7 separate regions of the Mus musculus genome follow, and regions 1, 2, 3, 4, 6 and 7 are each linked to region 5. The links are chromatin contacts, called in public HiChIP or PLAC-seq, Micro-C and promoter capture Hi-C maps. All regions are on one chromosome and are shown on one strand. Each heading gives the region's core, a stretch centred on a gene start, on an enhancer-like site or on the middle of the called end of the contact. The rest is flanking DNA. Distances are from core to core; before and after follow the strand shown.

Region 1 (3,259 bases), core at 113-2,612, 1.8 Mb after region 5:
CTCGCCAAGTCCCCCCCTCCCTACCCCAGCGCGCGCAGGACCGCAGGTCCAGGGAGGGCTGCCGGCGCTGCCTGGTTCCTCTGGCCTGTTTCTTTGAGGGGACCAGAGGCCGTGGCATCCCAGAGGCAAGGAGGCACAGGGGAACTGTGTCTGTGGACACGATGGCCTGAGCCTAGTCCTGCTGTGGAAGGAAGGAGAAACGAAGTAGGCAGGAAGAAGAGCCGGAGTCCACGGCGCGGAGAGCTGTTCGGTGGTGGCGGTTGTTATTGTTGTAATGTGTGTCTGTGTTTTCTTTCTGGAAGCCCTGAGCTCTGCAAACGGTTTCCAACTTTCAGCTTCTCATCCCCACCCAACCCTGGAACGAGCGACAAAAACAGAAACAAAACAAAACAAAAAAATAAAAACAAAACAAAACAAAAAAAAAAAAACCAAAACCATAAGCCAAACCAAAACACTTGTCTGCCGGAGTAGGCTCCGGAAAGAAAAAGGAGGAAAAAAAAAAAAAAAAGGGAAGAAAGGCGACCTCGGAGAGACGAGCTCGCAGCCTCTCAGCCCAGTTGTCAGCAAACAACAACACTCCCCCACTCCTCGGCCAGGCCGTCCTCCGGGCCTGCTGGAGACCGACAGACCAAGGCACCGACAGGCTCCCTCTCCCCTTCGCTGTCTTTGTTACATCTTTAGCAGCTTTGTGCGTGCGTGCGTGTCCTTTCTCCGGTGTCATCGGCTTTACTGCCGAGGGTACGTGTGTGTGTGTGTGTGTGTGTGTGTGTGTGTGTGTGTGTGTGTGTTTGTTGCGGGGGGGCGGCGGCGAACCGAGTAAGCGACAGGGGTCGCACAAGGGGGTGAGAAAGAAAGAGCTGGACGCAGGCGAGCAGTCGGGGCCCCCAAACTTACTTTTGTTTTCTTTCTCGATCTGCTCCAGGTAGCTGGCTGCCTCGAGCAGAATCTGCACGTTCTGCAGAAAAGTGTTGATGTGCTTCTCCATCGAGTTCTCGCTGGTGTTGAAAATGTCCGAGAAGGGGCACCGGGGCTTGGCCCCCGCCGGCTCCTCCGGCTGCGCCGGGGGCTGGGGCGCGGCCGCGGCCGGGGGCATGGCCGGGGGCGCGACGGGGACCAGCCCCGCGCCCTCGCAGCGCGCCTCCTTGCGCGGCCGCCCGCGTTTGCCCATGGAGGCACGGGGGTCCGCGGAGCTGCTCCTTGTCCGGGGCTGCGCGGCCGGCCGAGCTGCAGGGCCTCTGGGAGACCCGGCCTGCTGGAGTCACCGAGGCACCGGGGCAAGGAGCCGGCCTGACTGACTTCCCGAGCCTCGCTGCGTGCGGTTGTGAGTGTGAGTGTGTGTCGCTCTCGCTGTGTGGGTCTGTGTGTATGGGAGATTGAATGAACCTACAGGACGGACGGAGGCGCTGTGGCGCCTGGGTCCTAGTGCGAGCCCGATGCCATCTGACCGGTCAAAATAAATGGTGGCGGCTAGGGAGGCAGGGCCCGCCCCCTGCCTATCCAGCACCCTTCCCCGCCTCTCCGCAAATCCTAGCTGCGTAGACAGCACTGTGCTTTAATAAGAATGGGAAAAAAAAAAAAAAAAACCCTCGGATGTCTCTAGGTGGACCTGGATAAAAACAATTTTTCTTTACAGAAAAATAAATTCAGCACAATGCCTGGCACATAGGAGGTCCCCAATAAATGATAGCTGCTAGGCATTTTTTAAAAAAATAAAAAAGACCTTATTTCAAAATCAAACAATAAAAGCCCAATTCTGACGGGAAGAATAGAAACATCACATGTAACTAGAAACTCCTCCCAACACAAACATTTTACACATGACCCCTCACACGCTCGAACACACACACACACACACACACACACACACCTGTGTGTACCTTCACACAAGCAGAGGAAGTCTCCAGGCTACCCTGTCCGGGTTCAGATTTACCGACTCCTTTGCAACCCTTCAAATGCAAAGTTATTTTCCAGGAAGCGGGAGGAGATGTGAGCATCTCTCCACACTCACTCAGTCCAGCTGTGCAAAGCTCACAGCAGGGCGTCACTACAACTGCCTGCCCTTTCACTTGACAGAGTGCCCCCTAGATAGAAGTGGCAACCTAGGAACCTCTTCTTCCCTCCTTCCCTCACTCCCCACTCCCACACCTGGAGTCTTTATCCCCTACTCCCTCCAACAGTTTCACTGCTGCCACTGGGAGCCACCAGGCCTGCCTGACCAGAGTGTGGGAGACACCTGGATAGCCTGGTAAAGAAGGCTTGGAGTTCTCGGCCTACTCAAGCAGACTGAACAAATCAAATCCTCTAACCCTTCCTGGTCAAAATTTGCACATCCCTGAAACCTCTGAGAAGATGCTTTCGTGAACTAAGTCAAAACTACACCTAGAACATCTTGGGCACATACTAAGAATTTTTGTTTTGTTTTGTTCCTGAAGATCAAAGCTTTGTGCCTGCTGGGCAAGTGTTCTCACACTGGGCTACAATGGCAGCCCCTCTGTGAGAACTTTCTCAGTTGGAACCTAGGTCCCCTTTGCTGCTGTAACTTGAATCTAAGTCAGAATGAATGAGGTAAACAAGACTTTTCTGCACTTCACTGGAAAACAGTTCTAAAAGGAATCTACCCAGACTGACCTCGTAAGGGGACCTGGACTTGTGCTGCCCCCTGTCCTCACCAGCCCAGAGACACTTCCCTATACTTTTGTCACAAAGACTGAAAATGGAAACTTTGTTAACAAAGAATATTTTCTTTGCAAAATGCTCTTTAACATTTACAGCTCATGTGTATACCCCCCACTCCCCCCCCCACACACACATAGACCTGCAAGAAGGCCTTTGTGTGCTTTCAAAAATATTATAAAACTAGGCTGTGAATATAACAGAGTGGTAGGGCAGCTTACCTGCCCAGCGTGCACAAAGCCCTGAGTTCATCCCAGGAACACATGCACACGTTTAAACATAAATAGGGGAAGAGGTAGCTCAGAGGCTAAGGGCACTGGTTGTTCTTCCAGAGGACCCAGCTTCAATTCCCAGCTCACAACCGTCTGTAACTGAAGTTCCAGGGGACCAGACACCCCTTTCTAACCTCTGCAGACACTAGGCACATGTGGTGTAAAGACAGACATGCATGCAGGCAAAACACCCAAATAGATTTTTAAAAGTTCATAAATAAATTAAAAATATAGGCCATGGGCTAGAGAGATAGCCCAGCAGCTCAGAGCACTTGCTGTTCTTGCAAAAGGCCCACGTTCAGCTTAGCATCCTC
Region 2 (3,107 bases), core at 377-2,876, 1.7 Mb after region 5:
CTGGAGTACACTAGTCCAGGCACTTTTTAAATTTCAGTTGATTTTCCTCCCTCTGCCTCTGGTGTACTTGAGACCAAACCTTCAGGGTTCGGACTCCATCTTAGAGAACCTGACCTAAGGTTAAACTCAAGTAAACTAACAGGCCAGTATCTAGCACCAGTTTCCAGGCTACGCCCCCCCCTCCCCCCAACAAGTCCTGTGCCTAACACCAGTTTCCAGGTTACCTCACAACAAAACCTACATCCAACACCAGTTTCCAGGTTATTTCCTAACAAATCTACAACCCTGCGTTTGCACCCCCGGCCCCCAGTTCTCTTGCATCAGAGAGGGTGGTGAGGCCCAAGCTCGAGCTTGAACAAAAGAACCTAGTTCAATTGCATCAGAATCAGCTCCCTGGTGGTTTTTTTTTTGGGGGGGGGCTCATGAACATTTCCTGGCACAACAGAGACTACACACAGGCACCACCATACCCATCTTTTTAATCTTCTAATCCAAAACAGTCCTTACTCCTTTTAATAGCATTGCTTCCTTCTTTGTTGCTGTGATAAAACACCATGACCAAGGCAGCTTAACGATTTTATTTTAGCTTATGGCTCCGGAGTGAGTCTATAATGGCCGGGCAGGGGCAGCAGCAGGCCAAGGACATGATGGCTGAAGTATTTTGTTGTGAGCCGGCATCAAACTGCACATACAGCGCCGAGAGCTCAAATTTAAGTGGTGTGTGTGTCTTTAACCTCTCCAATCTGCACAAGGCAGGGAACACCTCTAAACTACTCCAAATGGCCAAGACGAAGGGAGGTATTTCTCATTAAAATTACATTACTCTTGAATTATTTAAGTCAAAAAAAAATCGCACATTCTGGATGGGTGTTTCTTTCCTCACGGACATTCAACACGTTATGCTTATTATTTCCTTTAAACTCAAAAGGGCTTTGATTATACTTCCTCAGAGGTGACAGTCACTTCATGTTGACTGTCACTCGGTCATAAACATGCATAAAGTAAGGTTGTCTCACAACTAGTGATGCTGAAGTTGATCGCTGGGTGAGCGATTGCCAGCTTTGACTCTAAACATCCTACCTTTCTCTATTTTCTTACATCACATGGCTTTTACCTACCATGGGTGATGCCTAAGCACCTCAAATGGTCACCGTTCCACTTCTATCACTCTATCTTTATTGGCTATATTTATTTTCTAAACAACAAAAAACTTCCCTTCTCTTGACTTCAAGGTCTCGCTCTGTAGCCTTGGCTGGCCTGGAACTCGCTATGCGGGCTCAGACTCAGATCCGCCGCCGCCATCTGCCTCCCTGTGGGACACAAGGCACCCGCCATCACTCCCAGCCCGTTCCCGGTACTAAATCTCATCAGGGCTGGGCAGAAAGGCTCGCGAGTTTACGCCGCAGGGAACCGGAGGACAACACCCACCACAGAGAACCACTCGCTGCCGCTCCCAGCACGAGGCGGAACTGACGTAAAACGAACATGCCCTCTGCCCCCGGCGCGGCCCAGACACGTCACTTCCTGCCCATCAGACCACACCCGCTCCGCCTTCCGAGGCTGCAATCGCAGGCTGCTGAGAGGGCGGCGAGGGTCATGTGACCCGGGCGCCATCTTTTCCACGAGAGTCCGTAGGTCTCGCGAGATCTCGCTCGCCTTGTCTCTCTCTCCTCCTGCCCGAGGCCGGCTTCTCTCCCCTCCCCCTCGCTGGCGGACTTTCTCCTTTTCCGACCGAGGCTCGTCGCGGCGGAAAATCTTTCCCGGCTGCAGCCGCCCCTGACGCCGCTCGCCTCGCCTCGCCTCCCCGACCCCTGCCCGCCGTCCCGACCCCAGCCCCACCCAAGGTAACGAGCCCCTGAGGGAGAGTCAGGCCTCCTCGGGCCTCGGGCTGGAGTGGAGGTGGAGGCGGAGGCCGGAAGCGAGGGCGCCGGCGTCAGAGCTGGGCCCGGCCAGGGCAGTGTGGGGAGGCAGCGGCTCTCGCACCCCCCAGTGGACGGCCCCGGCCTGCGTGGGGGCTTCCGGGACGAGGCGGCGAACGTGGCCGTCTGGGGGAAGCCTCTGTGAGGGTGCGGGGCTCGGCGGTTTCCATGGACGCGGAGGTCTGCGTTCCCTGGTGGGAGATGGTGGACCGGGGCTCCAGCGGGCTCGGGGAAGCCCGCGCGCGGACGGGAAGACTCGGCCGGGGTTCCAGGCTTCCGGTGGGCCGGAATGTCCCGGAGGTGTCCCCCGAGGACCCGTATGTTTGCCCCGCGGCCGCCCAGAGGGGCTTCTGGACCCCTGGCGACGCCGAGCTGCGTTGGGCGAGAGGCGGGTTTCTAGGATGACCTCCGTGTGAAGGAAGAGTGAGCGCTCCGAGCGGTTCCCTCCACCGGAGAGAAAGGCGAGGAAACGCCGAAGGTGTAGTTAACCGAAAACCGCTTCCTCTGACTGGGGGGAAGAACCCGTCCGTGCGAATTTTAATTTCTCTTGATTTTTGACTTTCTCAGCTTTTGAAAAGTATGTCGCAGTCTTTATTGACATACACTGTCTTCCTATGATATATGATACTTAAAGAAGAAGCAGGGTTTTTTTTTTTTTTTCTTTTTTAATAGCATGATTTTTCCGGGGGAACTCTTTCTGTGTAGAATTGACCAGCCGTATCTGCAGTCTTTAGAATTTAATTGCCTTGAAGTTTGTGGATTAGTTAAATATGAATAAAGTTAAAATGGTGATGAACGGAACTTGAATTTTGTAGCAAGAGTGATTTAAATTAGACAGGTCAGAGGAAGTTTTTTTTTTGTTGTTGTTTTTTTGTAATTTGATATTTGACTTGCCTTATGGGCCTTTATTTTCCTCAGATGTCAGAGGATCTAGCAAAACAGTTGGCTAGCTACAAAGCTCAACTCCAGCAAGTAGAAGCTGCCCTTTCTGGAAATGGAGAAAATGAAGATCTATTGAAACTGAAGAAGGATTTGCAAGTAAGTACAGGTGGACACTTGGAGTTGAGGTTGTTTGAGAAGAGGATTTGTCTTTTTCAAAGTATGCATTCAAGACTCGTAGGCACGCAAAGCATCTGAGGAAGGCGCTCCCACGTGTATATGCTTGTTTGTACACAGGTACTGAGGCTT
Region 3 (3,338 bases), core at 59-2,558, 1.7 Mb before region 5:
GCTCAACCCATAGTTAGGGTCTCATTTCTGTGAATTGACACTCTTCACACCAAGGCAACTCTTATAAAAGACAACATTTAATCAAGGCTGGTTTTACAGGTTCAGAGGTTTAGTCCATTATTATCACGCTGGGACGCACAGCAGTGTGCAGGGGGTTGAGGGTTAGGGTTAGAGACAAAGAGCAGAGAGCTCTACCTCTTGATTGGAAGGCAGCAAGGAGGAGACCGAATATGTCTCACACTGGGTGTAGCTCAAGCATTTATATGAGAGCTCAAAGCCTTCCTCCACAATGACATACCCTGTCCAACAAGGCTACACCTCCTAATAGTGCCACTTCCTATGGGCCAAGCATTCAAATACATGAGTCTATTCAAGTCACCACCGCACCTTAATTGTAAAACGTACTGTAATACATTACCATAATTTGAGGAGGGAGTTGTCATTTTCTGATTAAAAAAAGACAGAGGGTTAGTAATATACCACATTGAAGATTTTCCTCCTCAGCAATTATGAAAGTAATTTAACAGTAATATGCTTGGATTTACAAACTTGCCACTGAAGACGAGTCTTAACTATTTTCACTTACAACTGTCTACACGGCCCAGAACTTTAACACATCTTTTCTCCGGACAGAGGTGGTTTGCAAAACCTCCAGACTAAAACTGCTCACCTTCCCTACCTCCTCCAACTGGGCTTAGTCACTATAATATACAACCTGCGTGCAACCATGCAACCGGATGGGTTACGCAGCCCAGGCAGGCTTAGGTCCTCTGCGTGGAGCACACTAACAAGCTTACTAGTAAACAATGGCACTCGGTGCCACTTGGAGATCCCAGGTCAATTATTATTATGGAAACCCTGCAGAGCTCTCTCCCAGAGATGAAGCTCGCATGCCCAAGTCAGCTGCTCCTGCGGACTTGGCTCACCCACAGGCAGCGCAAAGTTTGCACCATCAGAACCGGGAAGCCACAATCTCTAGTTCTCTTTTATTACTTTATGCCACTGACTCATTAGATGACCGGCCAAAGGGTGAAGAAAAAAAGATGGCAACTTCCTTCCGATAGAAAGCACCGGCTTGGGACGGGAAAGGGAAAGAGTGGCCCAACCGGACAACAACAGCCTGCTACAGCCTCCTTGGGCTTAAGTGGAGGTGGCACGGAGATGCTGGGCGGGGCCTCTAGAAACCGCGAGGACTGGAGGCGGCGCCTCGAAAACCACGCCCGCCTCCAGGTGCTTAACGTCACGCGGTCCGCGCCGCGCTGATTGGCTCGTTCAGGGAGCCCCGCCCCCTCAGCTGTAGCCGCGCCGGCTTAGGCGTCGCCGCCATCTTTGTTGATGTGTCAGCTCCGCAGGGGTTTTGGGGGAAAACCTCCGCTGAGAGCCCGGGATCTGCAGTGGTCTCCGCGCGTGACTTCCTCACCCACTCCGCGTCGGCTACACGCCGCCATGGGTTCGTCGGCCCTGGAGCCGGAGCTCCATCGGCCTCGCTAGGGTGCGGCCCGGGGCTGGACGACGGACGGTGAGTGGCCGAGGGGCGTCCGGGACGGGCGCGCTCGGGGAGCGCTGGTCTGCGCGCGTGGACGTGACGGGGTGGTAGCCCCGGGCTGTACGCAACTCCGCGCGTGGACGTGACGGGGCTGGCGGGGCCCTCGGGGGGCTGTGCCCGGAGGCGCGGCCGCTCCCCCGCCGCACCAGCGCGGTATCTCCGGGGACGCGGTCCGCAGCGTTCGGCTTTTCCAAAGATCCCGATGTATTTTCATATATTTTCACCTTGGTAGGGAAACCATTTCAGATTTCTCTCTCCCCTTCTACCTATCCTCAAAGTAGCAATCCCAGGGAAACAGCGCGCGGGGAGAATGATGGCTCAGCTGCCAACAATTCGTAACTTGTTACAATATTCACATCTTGATTGTTATTTAGAGAGGAGACTCGGGTTTGTACGCAGAACACCTGGGTTAGAGTCAGAAAAGACTACAGTAAAAAAATATGACAGCGAACCAGAAAAGATGTCTCAGACCCAGTGTCACGCACGGTCCTTTGATGTCCCAGCCTTTTCCTTTCTTCTGAAGTGGTACACAGGGTGCTTGTCTGAGGAAAAGATGAAACAAATCAGTTATGACAGTGTTTCAAAGTGCACGTGTAGCCAGCCATCCCAAGGAAAATCGGTCTGTTAAGTGTTAGGTTTATTAGCGTGGATGTGGCCTTTGTGCACTTAATTGTGAAGGAGATTAAGGACCCAGAGACAAGTGATACTGAAACGGATGCGTCTTGTGTATCAAGTCCACCGTGTGCAGCTACTTTTTAGCTCTTCGTTAATTAATGGTTACACAAATGAAACAACAGTAATGATTGGCCTACTTCTTTTATGGTTCCTTTTTGGTCTTCCCATGTTCCCATGTGCAGATTTTGGGCAGGCCATAATCTTGTACTGTTGCACCAAGGCCTTCCTTCTCCTTTGTACAGGGTAATAGGTAAGTATGACTTTGGAAGGCTACCAGAAGACACAGGGACTGTGTTTAGTTTTTTTGAAGGCCTTTTCTAATTTAAAACAATAGAAACTTAAGGTGTTTGATTGAGAACAGGTTCCATGGAGTAAGGGTGACATTTCCCAGTCTGATTTTTTTTTTTTTTTCCAGACTGAAATCCTGAGTGGTAGAAGAAGGGGCACTCATAAACCTTTAGTTCCTTCACACAGGAACCAAAGACTTATTCTTTGATGCTGTGCAGTGCGGCAGCATGGCTGCTGCTGATTCCTTAGTGTGTTCAGTCCTGAAAGTGACTGTGATGAACAGAACACTCAGCCCAGCTCTCTGAGGAAGCTGTGATGGTTGGGAGCCCAGGCAGCCTCACTGAGAAAACTGTCTTTCCGTTTGACAGCATCTACCCTGGTTTACAAAAGTCATTCAACTCACTGTAAAGAAAGAATATTCAACTTCAAATTCTGCTTTGTTTGTTTGTTTGTTTTTAATAATAAAACTAAAATTTTTCTTTTATTTTTTTTGTCTTTAAATGACTAAGGTCAGGTTTTGATTTTTCTCATAAACATCACTTCATTTACAATAGTTTTATTTAGTATTTATTTTAAAAGCAGCAACAGGATAGATAATTTAGACCTACAAATGCTCCTGTAATCTTACACCATTTCAAACTTATTTGAACTTGCTTAATGGAGAGTTTGCATCCAAGAAGTAAACTATTAGGTAAAGGGGCAGTAGACACCAAGAGCAGAAGCAAACTCTAGGATACTGCCAACTGTCTTGAGCGTAGTGGAAGCAAACTCTAGGATAATGGTAACTGTCATGAGTGTATTTCTTAAAGCTTGAGCTGGTCATTCATTG
Region 4 (3,406 bases), core at 548-3,047, 1.3 Mb before region 5:
CTCTGCTTCTTGCTATGCAGCTTCCTCCGCTCTGGCTGACTTCCCCACACCCAGCCTTATCTCCAAGAAGCAAGGCCCAAGGTCACAAACTGATATTCTTATAGAAAAGTGCTAACCACCCTGTTTAATAGTTTTCACTCCCAGTGCTCCATTTACATTTTTTTAAAAAGGAAATTTCATGTGTAAATCCAGATCTCTGGCTTCCGTGGAAAAATGAGAATATTTGGCAATACTGAGACGCTGTTCCCTCTTGAGATCAATTGGCTGTGGCATGTTGCATGCTATGGGTGGGACATGTACACATCTGTCTGAGGTCTTAGCATTGCCTAGGACTTCAGATCTAGCCTCTGTGGGCATCTTGGTGTAAGCATGACGTTTCTTACATTAGCTTACTAGCTCTAATGAGCACCAAGGACAGGCCTTATTCTAGACCCTGGAACGTGGAAGTTGCAGTCTGGACCACAGTGTTATACTTTGGTGGAGGTGACATGATTCTGAACAGTAGATTTATTCACATTTAATATTTCCAGGTGGTAATCACCATTGTAAGACTAATGAGGAGGAGGTAGACACACAAAGCAGTCGGGTCCTGGGGTGGACAAGTGATTTTGTAGCGGGTGTCTCAGAAGGTCACAGGTTGCCTGTAAGCAGAGACTAAATACCATGGGCACGTTCCCAAAGCAGAGAGGAGATTTTTGTCATTAAACTATCTCTGTTAGGACCTCTGAGGCAAGGGAATGAATCTTTTTGGAATCTTCTAGACAAAATATAGACGGCCAAACACCAAGCATTCTTATTTATTCTTACATATTTTTCGATTCCTGTAAAAGTTAAGCACAAATGAGTATCATAAGTTTCTAGTTTTGTAACTACAAAATCGACACCATTCAGATTTGGTTTTTATCCTTCTGGGAGTGTGAATCAATTCTCATTTATTCCCAGTGTTAGATCTCAAACCTGGGCCAACAGCTGAGGTTCCTATTTAACATATCCAAGTGGACCTGGACGCCAGGTTCTCCCAGCTTTCCTTGGTCCCTACCTGTTACAGGGTAAGGCTGGTATACCAGGTCCCCTACCCTGAACCCTCCAAGCTGGACTGCCCTTCCCCAGAGGCTCTCCCCTACACAATCTCCGCAGTTTGGTTACCTGCCCCTTTGGCCTCTTAGCTGCCACACCAAGTTCCCTCTCTACCTTCCCCTGCCTGCACACACGGCCCAGCTCAGACTGGCCGTGTCTACTCTGGACTCTGGAAGATGGCCCTGCCTCAGGCTGTGGTCTCGCTTTTATCTGCAGTGAACTTTCTTCTCCACCACACCTAGGAGCAGTCATGTTTTTCTTTCTTTCTTTCTTTCTTTCTTTCTTTCTTTCTTTCTTTCTTTCTTTCTTTCTTCCTTCCTTCCTTCCTTCCTTCCTTCCTTCCTTCCTTTTTCTTTCTTTTCTTCATTCACCCATAGTCTGGGGATCCGCCTGTCTGCCTTTGTCAGAGGCATAACAGTCAGCTTTTCTAATTTGATGTCTACACGGGGGTATGGCTACTCTTCTGGCTCCTTTTCTGGAGTATGACCACAGGCAGTGTTCACCAAGCCCAAGCATCTGACCGCCCCCCACCCCCCACCCCCCAAGAGTTGGTTCTCCACATAAACATGAAGCCATCGTGAGTTAACTTTTCTATTTTGAGAAGCACGTCAGCTTGAAATACCTCTACCTTGTCTCAGACGCATGCGTGCTGACGGAGTTGCCAAAATTGTCACTTGAGTAAGTGGCAGCTTTAAAAACCAACCAGCTGCGGACTCCAAAGCAGAAAGTCAGCTCAGTGTAGGAAAGTGGAAGTTGGATTCCGAAGGCTCCAGGCGTCCCGAGGAGTTTCATAGTGGTGGGCTTTTGAAGGTGGTACCGACCCAAGTGGAGGTTCTAGTGGATTTTGTCTGTTGCTTCTCCCTGTCTCCCACACTCCAAGATGAATGTGCAGGCCTGCTCTAGGTGTGGCTATGGGGTTTACCCTGCTGAGAAGATCAGCTGCATAGATCAGGTCAGTGGACTCTTTCTATGGTCTTTGGGAAAATTGACAAGCTTGGGATTTTTATCTTCTCATGTATAGAGGTATATTGAATGATAAGGAAAAGATATGTTTTTTTCTACCTTACCTAAGTTCTGTTCATTTCTATGTCTTCTGCGCTGTTTCAAGGGAAAAAAAAATAGTTTCATTTTAACATATTATACCCATGTGTAAGTTCAGGAACTCATTTTATCTTCATTTTACACACAATTCCCAACTTTTTAACCTGAAAGTCTGTGAGCTCCAGGCCTGGAGGAGGACAGCTAATTGGCAGATCTTTTCTGTGACTTTCAGACATGGCACAAAGCATGTTTTCACTGTGAAGTCTGTAAGATGATGCTTTCTGTTAATAACTTCGTGAGTCACCAGAAAAAGCCGTACTGTCACGCGTAAGTGTCTGGCGCCCTGCTCGCCACTGCATGACTTTTGGTTTTCAACAAGTAGCCATCTGAAGGACCAGTACCCAAGCTCCAGGCTGGACTCCGAGTAGCACCTCTCCCGAGGTGCACACTCATATCTAGTCACAGAAGAGCCCAAAGCGGGGTTTTCAACCGTGGTCAATCAATGTCAAATTTCTAGTTAGTAAGAGACCGAGTCCACCTCTGTCACCTCTGTGTGTCAGACGATGAACTTCGCAGGATAGTGGAACTGCCAAAGATATGCATAGACAGAGCTATTTCTCCTACATAATGTCCAGATTCATCTATTCTGTAGGAAACTTCTCGAGTGACTGTCCTTGGTGAAATGTACCTCACTGTTTTATGTGCTCAGTTGACATGATTTGAGTTTTTGAGGCTGACTCATTGGGAAATCAAGGAGCTGAATGCTTGAGTACTGTGTTCACCCATCTTAAAAAGAGACCAGTGTTTTAAGAAGAATCCCTTATCCCTTGTCCCTTTGGATAAAGCACGTTCCTAATTTTGATCTGCGTTAATTTTACAGCCACAACCCTAAGAACAACACGTTCACTAGCGTCTACCACACACCCTTAAATCTAACCTTGAAGAAGTCTGTGGCAGCCATGGGAGGGGTAAGTTGCTTAGCTTTGCATTTTGAAATAGCCTTTAAAGAAAAATCCATGGACTCTGACACCTGTTGGGTTTTAAGTGTTTCTGTCTGTTATATGAACCAACTCACTTCCTCCTCCTACATGAAAAGTGCTCTTAAAAGACTATTTCTGCTCTTTGTCCTACCTCAACCTTAGCAGCCAATGCAGGTCCTTGATTCTGACCTATGTCTGGCCAGCCAGACCACGTTTATCAGTTTATACGCTAGGCCTTGCATACATTGGGTCGTTAACACATAAAACAAAATTTACGTAGTTGAAAATATTACAAGGAGCACTCTTCT
Region 5 (3,183 bases), core at 374-2,873:
TCAATTCTATCTCCTCATTTCAGTCTACCTAAACCTGGCTGAATTCCTTCTTTCTGTACTGAAGCCTGATAACTCTCTCTAGGTGATAAGCCAAAGCAAGTACAGGGTTCAGCTCATTGTGTGCCTCCCCTTGGACTGTCGACCTAAGGTACAGAATGTCTGATTCTTGAATGTCACTGTTTTATACTGCCTGTTTGGTTTTTCTTGTATTAAATAAGACAGCAAATTCTCCCCTGTTGCTCCATCTTGACTGGCTAGACTGGTTACTATAAATCACTCTGCTGATAAAATAAATTGCTTAGGGTGCCACCTGTTTCCAAAACAATTTTCATTATGTAACCAGAACTTAGCACGGCAAACCCACATTCACATGCACAGCCACTCTTGTGCAAGAAGAGTCACTATGACTGAGTTTTATGTAAGACACACTTTCCATATGGCTTACATTTTAGAATTTCTTTGTCAGTCTAATTCATTTCTCTTATCTTCTTTATCAATCTAAAGTTTTTCTTCATGCTTTCCTTCCATGCCTGTTTTGTTGTTAGGGCCCCTGTATCCTGTGCACAAAATTTCACAATGTTTTGGGATAAGAAATTACTCTTTGTAGCCAATATACACTCCTTGAGAGCCTTAGTGAAGTATGTTTGTTTTTTTTTTTTGCTAAGGTACATGTGAGGCTAAATCAAGGCAGGGTCCTTGATGAATGGCCACTTCTACTCTCTGGGGTTGTTTCCCAGAAGAGAATATTTGCTTTGTAGGATGGGTTTATAAAGAGAAGTGGAAAGTTCAAGCTAAGGAAATCTAGTTTTTCTTGTTGTGCCTCAGCTCCCAGTATTTACTGGGTGCTTATTATAACATATTAATTAGGACCCTGATGTAAGGCACTGTCGCTGCCATGGGTTTGCAGTCTGACACCGATGGATGAGGACCTGAGACATGGTGCTCTGGTTAATCTTTGAGATGTCGCAGGAGGCTGTGATAATGGAGGAATGGGGTGGAAGGGAAGGCTTGGAGAAGCAGTTCTGGGACTACAGAGTGCTGGGATGAGAGGCAGAAGCACAACAGGAGAGGGACAGCATCTCCGGGCCACAGCAGGGACAACTGCTGGGGACAGAGGGAGAGGAGCGGCCTCTCTGTTTATGTCTGATGTGCTGGGCCCAGGCATTTGGGTTCTAGGGAGCTATGGGCATGTTTTTAGTTATCTTTCAAGCCTTCCTTTGTCTATTCTACATTTTTTTCGCCGTTGCGGGCTCGGTCACTCAGACATTTCACAACGTTGCACTCTGCAGTCCTTGCCTCTTCATTCTTCACAAATTGAGCTTGGTCTCACATACAAAAAGGCAAGATCACGCACAAGTACCTAAACCCACGCAGCCCGAATGCATTCCGCCACAGGACAGGGCCTGGTGCTAGCCTAGGCTAGCTGAGGTCACGCAAGGGAGATGGCAGACAGACAGACAGACCCACCGGCCGATGCACGAAGCATGCAGCTTGGGCAGTGTAGACATCAGGCTCACTCCCCATGCTCTCCGTCCCCACCGTCCCCTTCCTCCAAGCGCCTTACGCTAAGCCTGGCGGCCGGCAGCCCCGACGTCACTGCCGCGCGCCGCCCGCGTCATCGCGGCGCGCCGCTGCAGCAGGCGCAGAGCCGAAGCGCTGGCAGCTGCGTGCGCCCAGGCGCGAGCTGCCGGGCGGGTGGAGAGGAGCGCGGTGCGCTGTGCGCGGTGCGGGCTGCGGCTGCAGACGCCGCTGGGCCGGAGCGCGGGGTCAGGTGCGTGGGTGGGCGCCGCTCTCCCTGGGCCCGCCCGAGGCTTTGCAAGAGTCCGGGGCGGACACCCGGGTTCCCCCTGGAGTGGGCCGGGCTCCCGGATGGGTGGGCACGGTATCGCTCCAGGGACCGGGCTGCAGTGACAGCACCAGCAGGGCTGACATCCCAGCACGCTCCGTCCCGGGGGGCCGGGAGGGAAACCGAGGCAGCGGGGGACTCCGCGAGCAGCTGGCTCCAGGGACCGCCCGCTGACAGCAGCCCCGCGTACCCCACAGTGTCCCGGGCGTGCTATGGAGACCCCTGCCCTCCCTGCAGCCGGACACAGCTGTCGGGTGGCATGCTGCCCATTTTCCAGATGGGAGAAGCAAGGCGTAGTAGTTAACCAACTTGTCCAAATTCACATGCGTGGTGTGCAGACGGGGCCTTGAACTCCAGAGGGGCCCCCTTGCCCCTGCCTGTGGCCCACTGTCAGATTTTGTTTTCTTCCCTGCTCAGCACTGCTGTTTAGAGCCTCTGGGATTCTTTTCTTTTATTCTCCTCCCCTCTCCTGTAAAAAAATCTGGCTTGACCTCAAGTAAACCCTGTGGGGCTGGAGGAGCAAGGCTTGGACGTCTGTTGGCACAAGCCTCCCTTTCCTCCTCCGATCGCCTCATTTCTTTTCTCAGGCTGCAGTGTGCTCCCCCACTCCCGGCCCCCCTCCGTTGTGTGGCCATTCAGAACCGGAAGTTGGTAGGGGGAGGGGGCGTCGAATCTTTATAATAAAGAACTTTTCCCACCAGATGGGGTGCTTTACTGATCTCTGGTGTCAGCTGATTGCTTATGCTGAACGGCTAAGGGCAGATGTTGTTTTGAGGCTAAACAGTTATCGGAGCAAATCCACGTGGGGATTGTAAAGAGTCCAGGTGTTCCTCTTAGAGAACAGTGTTCTCTCACTGAAGGTGGATTTTGATTTTAAGAGAAGAATCTAATGCTGGGGGGCAGGGGGAAGCCAGCAGCTAAAATAATTAAATAAAGATGATATAAGGTTTTTAAAAATTAAAAAAAGCTGCATTCATACATATAAAATGTCTTACCAAGTAAGCTTACGCTGGGGCTGGAGATGTGGCGCAGTGGTTAACAGTCCCGCTGATCTTTCAGAGGATCAGAGTTTGGTCCCAGCACTTGCATCAGGTAGCTCACGACCTAGCTCCAGGGATCTGATGTGCAGTATTGGCCTCCTCCAGCACTCATATGTATATGCCTATACATGCACACACATCCATAAATAAATAATAAAAAAGTTTTTGTCTCTATCCTCCCAGGGATACTCAGTTATTAACAAAAGTGAAATAATTATTCGTTGCAAGCCAGTATTATTACAAGTGCCTTATTTTGAAGTTGTCTTCCTTTTTTTTACAAGTGACTTCTCATGACAG
Region 6 (3,035 bases), core at 54-2,553, 1.4 Mb after region 5:
TTTTCTATTAGATAACTCGCTTTTTAAAGCCATTCAGAGTTGACTACTATTTGCTTCCATTTCCTTTTCCATGTTTGCTTTTTTTTTCCTTAGTGCATCGTAGTGAGTTTACAGAATCCCCAAGATCAGAACAGCCAACAAAAAACCCCAGCTCCTCATGTGAGTTTTCCTGAGTTTACATGTTCCAATTAGACTTGTGGAAACACTCAAACTATTTTTCAGGACTTTGTCACAGGTGGACCAAGCCTGAAGCAAAATAAAGAGCCTTCGAACAATCCGACATTCTAGGCCTCAAACTGTCAAAACAATGCTTTTTAAGGAGCCGAGGGAGTAAAACACCAGCGGTTTACCTCTACGCTTCCCAGACGGGATAAGGGGCTTCCTGGGACCCCTGACCACCCCAGCTTACCAAACCAATGAAAAGAAGAACGGTGAGGTTCACCACGGTATCTAGGGGAAACCTTTTCTGCAGCTGAGAACTCCTTGCAAGGGCCATGTTGTAAACTGTTTGCGCGTTGTTTACAGGCCCTCAACTCCCTTTGTCCCAAATCTCTAGTTGACTCCACTAAAGGTAGTTTTGTTCTCAGTGGCGATTTATCACACACCCTTCACTAAGCGCTCACACTCACGCTTGACCCGTCATCGTCACCGTAATACATTCCAGTGGTCTCTAAGGATCAGAAGGATGAAAAAAATAGTCTCTGGGTCATTTCCCCCAACTTCGAGCTTATGAAGTTAAAACAGATCCAGTACCATCAGAAGAGAAAAGAGAACACATAAGAAAAGGCAAAAATTATGCCCCACCACCACCACCACCACACACTAATAACTTGACTGCGTTCTACCCAATATCACCAACAAGCCAGAATGACACCGACCCAGCTCAGAGCGCCAACAACACTTCAAACACAAGCGGGGCGGGCGAAGTTTAGCAAAGGATGGAAATGAAGCCACAAAAGAGGGCCCCTGGTGTGTGTCCCAGGCTCACCCCAGCCCCACTCCATTCTCCCTCTTACTTTTGGATGATCTGGGGCAGGCTGGCTTGAGGCTGAGGCGGTGGCGGTGGCGGCAGAGGCTGCATCCCTTGCTGGCCCTGGGGCACGGAGGGCCCCTGAACACCGGGCATAACGCAGGCATCTCTGTCGGGTTGCTCCGGACCGCTGGGATCCGCGTCCTGGCTCATGGCTACTGCCAGCACCATGCGCGGCGACACCGGCCCGGGCTCGCAGCGAAAGAGCGCGCGGGAGGGGCGGTCCCGGAACACAAGCGCTCACTGGCCGGGGTCCCTGTGCCCAGTCCCCTTGTCCTTCTCGGTGGCGTGGGGAGGAGACGAGAAGGGTGGGGAGGAGACAGTCCCCGCGGCGCCGCCTCCTCCACCTCCCGGCGCTCAAGCTGGAGAGGCTGCGGAGGGGGCGGGGGACAGGGACAGGAACAGGGGGCGTCCCCGGGGCCACGGAAGCCGCGAGACGCCCAGGAGCTGCTGCGCGCGGGGTGACCGGGACAACTGTGCCTGTCCACCCGAGGCACAGTGAGTAGCAGCCGCCACCCGCCACCGCGAGCCCTTCGGGGTGACCAGCCAGGCGCTCCTCAGCGCGACACCCTCGTGAGAGGGCGACACGCCGGCCCGCCCCGCAGCCGCCCTCCGCCGCCTTGTAGTTTCTTCCGGAGCTCACAGGCTGCCCGGCTCCGGCAGAGTCCCGAGGACATCGCCAGCGCGAAGTGCGCCCGGGGCTTGGCATCCTCCTGCGGCTGGAGCCCAGCCAGCGCCTCTGGAAGGACCCGACACTGTCACATCCTTCCCTAGGTGGGTGGGACTGCGATCTCGGGGCCCAGATGATCAGGCCCCGGAGCTCACCACGCTGGTAGTTCCAGCTGTCGCTTCGGGGGTCCCAAAGGCGACGGACAGGGTAGCAGTGGATTCATTTCTTTGAATTTTCCCACGAGAGCAAAAGAAAACCAGGCACACGTTTCTTTCATATTTATTGGCAGCGTCTCTGGAAATTTAAAGGATAAGGAAGAGAGTTCACCGACTCTGTTAATTGCCCGGAGCCCACCTGCGCCGGACACCCGTGTGCACCGGGGTGGCAGCTGTGCGACGCACTTGTGAGGCTCTGAGGGCGGAGCAGCTGGAGACGGCGACAGGGGACACCTGCTCCCGCAGACCCTCCTGCACCTGAGCACCGGCCGGGGAGTGGCCGCCTCGTGCTCTCTCGGACTGTGCTGTTCCGTGGTGTTCCAGACACGGACGCCCGCGGCCAAATTCCTCTCTCGTGCGTTATAAGCCAGAGGGCAGCGAGCTGATCCCACAGCCTGAAGTCCTGCCTGCCTGCTTCACACACCAGAAAATTCTAAAGATGTCTCAAAACCTGACAACTGCTTGAACTCTCTGAAAGATACTTTTTGTCCCTCCTGACTCTTGTGTCAATTTCCCCTTGAAACTGCCTACTCTGCCACCCTACCTTAGAGAGCTTCTCTCTCTCTCTCTCTCTCTCTCTCTCTCTCTCTCTCTCTCTCTCTCTCTCTCATTGCCAATTAGAGTTACGATTATTTGTATTAAACATCACACACATCATTCACAATTCACACAAGTCTGACAAACAAACAAACAAACAAACAAACAAAACAGAACGTGTGGCGGCGGGTGGCACATGCCTTTAGTCCCAGCTCTTCACTAGAGAGGCAAAGGCAGGGGGATCTCTGTGAGTTGGAGACCAGCCTAATCTACAGAGCACCAGGACACCCGGGGAGACACAGAGAAAGACTGTCTCGAAAAAAAAAAAAAAAAGCAAAAATCTCTCAAGTAAACATGGCTTACTTGCTGGCCCCTCTCAGAAGCAGAACAGGGTGTCTGAAGACACGGGCAGTTTTCTGTGATCAATTTCTGTCACTAACTTCTCGAGTGTGGCTTCCACATACTCCATCTTACCCAGGCACACATACACACTCCCTTAACCCTGGAGGAAAACACCTAAAACTAACATTGAGACTCTCCCCAAAAAAGACAATGAATGAAGTCTTCCCAGATGTTGCCAGAG
Region 7 (3,189 bases), core at 602-3,101, 2.0 Mb after region 5:
GCAATCACCCGTCACCTTCCAAAACTACCAAACACTTCCTAATATCCCATATGCAAAAGTGTTTCACTGTATTAACATCTCTTAACCAAGTATCTACAGAGCTCCTTAAATTATGTTTAGCATCCTAGATAGGTAATAAATTGCTGGGGAGTTTTCCTTTAAAGCAACTATTACCAACATGCTGACACTCCTGGGTCAATTTAATGAGGTGGGGGAACTGTAGAAAAGTGTCCGGCCACTACTCATAACTACAGTTAATCTGATCAATTTTAGGAAAAAAAAAAGTTACCCTGCAAGTTAAGTCCGACACAAAGGAGATTTAGCTATAACATCTTCCAGAAGTGCTCGAAAAGAAACAATTCTATCAATGAGTCAGCCTTGTACCTTAAATACACAGGTCATTCTACTGGTCAAGTAACTTCATTTTAAAAGGACATATTACACTGTACTCTTACTAGAAGTCTGCCAAAACCCAAATCAGTACATGTTCAGCACACTGAGGATGGAGTCCATTCTAAGAAAGGCAATCATTTCATACTGCTAACTCTAAAATTTCTATAATTTTATAAATCACTGTAAAGAACTCACACATGTTTATGTAGCTCATCCCAAGCCCCAGAGTCTTATCAATTCCTTCCTGAGCCTGGCTCCTAATCCTCACTCAAAGCCTCTTGGCTGAGCTAAATCCCACACCACTCTAGCAAAGTCAATTCCAAGAGCACATGTGCCAAGGATATTTAGTGGTTTTCCTTACACTCCCACTTTAAACGGGCATCTACTTGCAATTAAATCTCTGCAACAAAAAAAGTTCACCTGAGGCCATTCTTGTCATTTTAATAGAGGCCTGGTTTAATAGTGGCCTTGCCTCAGCTATTACATACCTCCAAAGAGGTTGGAAGTGCCCCAAACACCAGCAAACCAAATCTGCTGCCAACTGGGCTGTCACCCCGCAAGGAAGAATAAAGTATCAGGAATGCTTGAAAGGTTATAGTGTGTGTGTGTGTGTGTGTGTGTGTGTGTGTGTGTGTGCGCGCGCGCGCGCGTGCTCGTGCGCACTTTTAGTGTGTGTGTGCTGGGGAGGGTCACACTGATTAGATAAAGTGGTTGAACAATTTCAACTTGTGACTGAAGTTTCTTAAGCCACGAGGGGGTAAAAAAAAAAGAAGAAGAAAAAAGAAAACAACAAATCAACACGGTCTTCTTCCACCTTCTCCAAGCGCGGGAACCTCCCACCGTCCCCGCGAGCACCTTCGGGGTCAGCAAGGCTCCCCGCAGAACAGGATTTTGCAATCCCACGCCCTCGCTGGGGGAAGCCGGGGACGCCCGGGTGAGTCCCGGCCCACTCTGCGGCGCCGCACCCCGACTCCTCGCCCCCAGGTCTGCACTCCTCGGCCCCGTGGGGCTCGCGTTCCCGCCCCGAGCACGGTTCACCTGAGGCCGCGCGGCCAGCCAGTCCGAAGCCCCCTCGGCGTGGGAAGCGCGGCGGGACCCCGGGCCCTCCGCTCCCGCAGGATTACCTCGCAGCGCAGCCGGCTTTGTGCCCACTCCTTCGCCACCGCCGGGCTGCAGCGGCCGCCCGGTCCGCCGCAGCCGCCTCTTAACGTCGCTCGCTCGGTTCCCGAGGAGAGGGCCGGGAAGGGAGGGGGCGTGGAGACGCAGGACCTGGACGCCGAGCCCTCGGCAGCGGGAAGTGGCGACACCTGGTCGCCGACGCGTCTAGCTCTCGCTGCTTCAAAACATCATTTAAAGCCCTTTCCTCTCCCTCCAGCCCCTCGCCCGCACGACCGTTACCGGCGGGCGCCTCGCGCTCTGGCGGGACCAGCCGAACTCCCCACGAACGCCCTCTGGCCCGCCCCTTGGGCTCCGCCTCCACAGGGTCCAGGACTCCGCCCCCTACAGGCTTAGTCTCGCTTAGCACCCCGAAGGCCCCGCCCCACAGGCCTGAACGCCTTGGCCCCGCCTACCACAGGCCACGCCTCAGGGCTCTTGATTCCGCCCTCTACAGGCTTGACCCTTCTAGTACCCCAGCTTCAAGGCCCCGCCCCATGGCCCGAGAGCTCTAGCCCCGCCTCTTATAGGCCACGCCCCAGCAGCCTTCACTCCGCCCAGTACGGGCTGGGCCCTCGTAGCTCAAAAGCGTGCCCCTGGTTCCGCCCTTCGCCAGCCCAGCGTTTTTGCTCCGCTCCTAATAGGCCACGCCCCCAACAGGCTCTCGCAGGTCCAGGCCCCGCCTCTGCTGCCCCTTGAGATCTCTGGCCCCGCCCCTCGAGGCCCCCCTTCGAGCTGCAAGCTCCGTATCCGTGCAGCTGCGGCAGTGGGGGCCTACGTGCTCCGCAGGCGGAGGGCCTGTTGCAGGGCGCCTGCCTGGCGCCTCTGCAAGGTCTTCCTCCCTCAGTGCAGCTCCGATCCGCTGCCGGAGAAGGAAACGACCCCGAGAGAAACCCGATTGAGAGTGGGAGGGTGACGCCACGGAAACATCTACCTCCCCAGTCCTAACGTGCTTCCCCCACCCAGTGAATCTCAGCTGAGCCGTAGCTTTCAGATTGAGCTTCTGTGGCCCACTGAGGCCGCTGGGTTTTTGGGGGGAGAGGCCACAATAGTTGGACTTCAGCTCGGCTCCCACAGGAGGGGGCCTCGATTTTCTCTTCAGCATATTTGCGTTTGGGGGAGCCTCCCGCCTTCACTCACTCCCACAGAGGGACGGGGCAAGGGCCTTTATATTCATTTGGACCAGCCCAAACTCTGCACTCCTACTTTGGCTAATTGCCTCTTAAACCTTCTGAGAGCTGACCTCTTGGGAGATGAAAAGTCTAGGCTCCGCCAGCAGCCTTCAAAATCTGTCTAAAGCCAGGCAAACTTTGCAACACTCATTTGCAGAGTCGGGGATCCCTCCACAGGTGACACTGGGCTGCCCACCCCCGCCTCCCAGACGGGTTTCTCACCCCAACCTATTCTCGAAATAGACCTCCAGGCACACGCTCGCTGCTCTCCTCTGCCACCCACGACTTGCACACCACTCCGGCACACATGCCCTCTCCACTGCACGAATTCACCCTCAAGCACACTCCTCCCAACACCATTCTAGTGATTCATGGTCCCTGGGGTTAACCCCACCCTAACACACACAGCAAACTTCATTTCCCCACCCTTATCTCCCGTCCTTTCCAAGGCACTGGCGACAGGCCACTT

What was found. Promoter capture Hi-C pulls out the DNA fragments that hold promoters and counts their contacts. Hi-C and Micro-C count contacts between places; a contact is called where the count stands out from the background. HiChIP or PLAC-seq counts read pairs in DNA pulled down with a chosen protein or histone mark.
Region 1: a contact with region 5 is called in a promoter capture Hi-C map of pre-B cells, with 6 times the contacts expected there. The contact joins the promoter of Mxi1 here to the promoter of Gpam in region 5. A contact is called at or near these places in 3 of 39 promoter capture datasets (the 3T3-L1 cell line, hippocampal neurons and pre-B cells) and 2 of 115 datasets of contacts at active chromatin or transcription factors (embryonic forebrain and large pre-B cells).
Region 2: a promoter capture Hi-C map of pre-B cells shows a contact between it and region 5, with 10 times the contacts expected there. The contact joins the promoter of Smndc1 here to the promoter of Gpam in region 5. A contact is called at or near these places in 2 of 39 promoter capture datasets (hippocampal neurons and pre-B cells), 1 of 484 Hi-C or Micro-C datasets (embryonic fibroblasts) and 6 of 115 datasets of contacts at active chromatin or transcription factors (astrocytes, embryonic forebrain, embryonic limb bud and 3 more).
Region 3: a promoter capture Hi-C map of pre-B cells shows a contact between it and region 5, with 3 times the contacts expected there. The contact joins the promoter of Ccdc186 here to the promoter of Gpam in region 5.
Region 4: a Micro-C map of the G1E-ER4 cell line shows a contact between it and region 5. The contact joins the promoter of Nrap here to the promoter of Gpam in region 5.
Region 6: a FOXA1 HiChIP or PLAC-seq map of pancreatic cancer cells shows a contact between it and region 5. The contact joins the promoter of Rbm20 here to the promoter of Gpam in region 5. A contact is called at or near these places in 11 of 115 datasets of contacts at active chromatin or transcription factors (cardiomyocytes, embryonic forebrain, embryonic midbrain and 7 more).
Region 7: a contact with region 5 is called in a promoter capture Hi-C map of pre-B cells, with 5 times the contacts expected there. The contact joins the promoter of Add3 here to the promoter of Gpam in region 5. A contact is called at or near these places in 1 of 39 promoter capture datasets (pre-B cells) and 1 of 115 datasets of contacts at active chromatin or transcription factors (large pre-B cells).

Annotation. Positions count from the first base shown.
Region 1 is chr19:53,308,609-53,311,867 of GRCm38.p6, reverse strand. Mxi1 (MAX interactor 1, dimerization protein) reads right to left here and starts at 1,362. Exons shown (of 6, transcript NM_001008542.3): 1 at 895-1,362. The coding sequence starts at 1,168. All of the region lies in intron 2 of Gm30541 (a long non-coding RNA gene), which reads left to right.
Region 2 is chr19:53,389,153-53,392,259 of GRCm38.p6, reverse strand. It overlaps Smndc1 (survival motor neuron domain containing 1), which reads left to right and starts at 1,626. Exons shown (of 6, transcript NM_172429.3): 1 at 1,626-1,844; 2 at 2,838-2,957. The coding sequence starts at 2,838.
Region 3 is chr19:56,820,169-56,823,506 of GRCm38.p6, reverse strand. Ccdc186 (coiled-coil domain containing 186) reads left to right here and starts at 1,308. Exons shown (of 16, transcript NM_170757.2): 1 at 1,308-1,519.
Region 4 is chr19:56,388,429-56,391,834 of GRCm38.p6, reverse strand. It overlaps Nrap (nebulin-related anchoring protein), which reads left to right and starts at 1,797. Exons shown (of 42, transcript NM_008733.4): 1 at 1,797-2,029; 2 at 2,351-2,445; 3 at 2,999-3,086. The coding sequence starts at 1,958.
Region 5 is chr19:55,097,917-55,101,099 of GRCm38.p6, reverse strand. Gpam (glycerol-3-phosphate acyltransferase, mitochondrial) reads left to right here and starts at 1,623. Exons shown (of 21, transcript NM_008149.4): 1 at 1,623-1,771. It overlaps Gm31356 (a long non-coding RNA gene), which reads right to left and starts at 1,557. Exons shown (of 3, transcript XR_001782666.2): 1 at 1,468-1,557.
Region 6 is chr19:53,675,574-53,678,608 of GRCm38.p6, reverse strand. It overlaps Rbm20 (RNA binding motif protein 20), which reads right to left and starts at 1,303. Exons shown (of 14, transcript NM_001170847.1): 1 at 1,017-1,303. The coding sequence starts at 1,201. Gm46653 (a long non-coding RNA gene) reads left to right here and starts at 2,838. Exons shown (of 2, transcript XR_001782674.2): 1 at 2,838-3,035.
Region 7 is chr19:53,141,418-53,144,606 of GRCm38.p6, reverse strand. Add3 (adducin 3 (gamma)) reads right to left here and starts at 1,851. Exons shown (of 15, transcript NM_001277100.1): 1 at 1,518-1,851.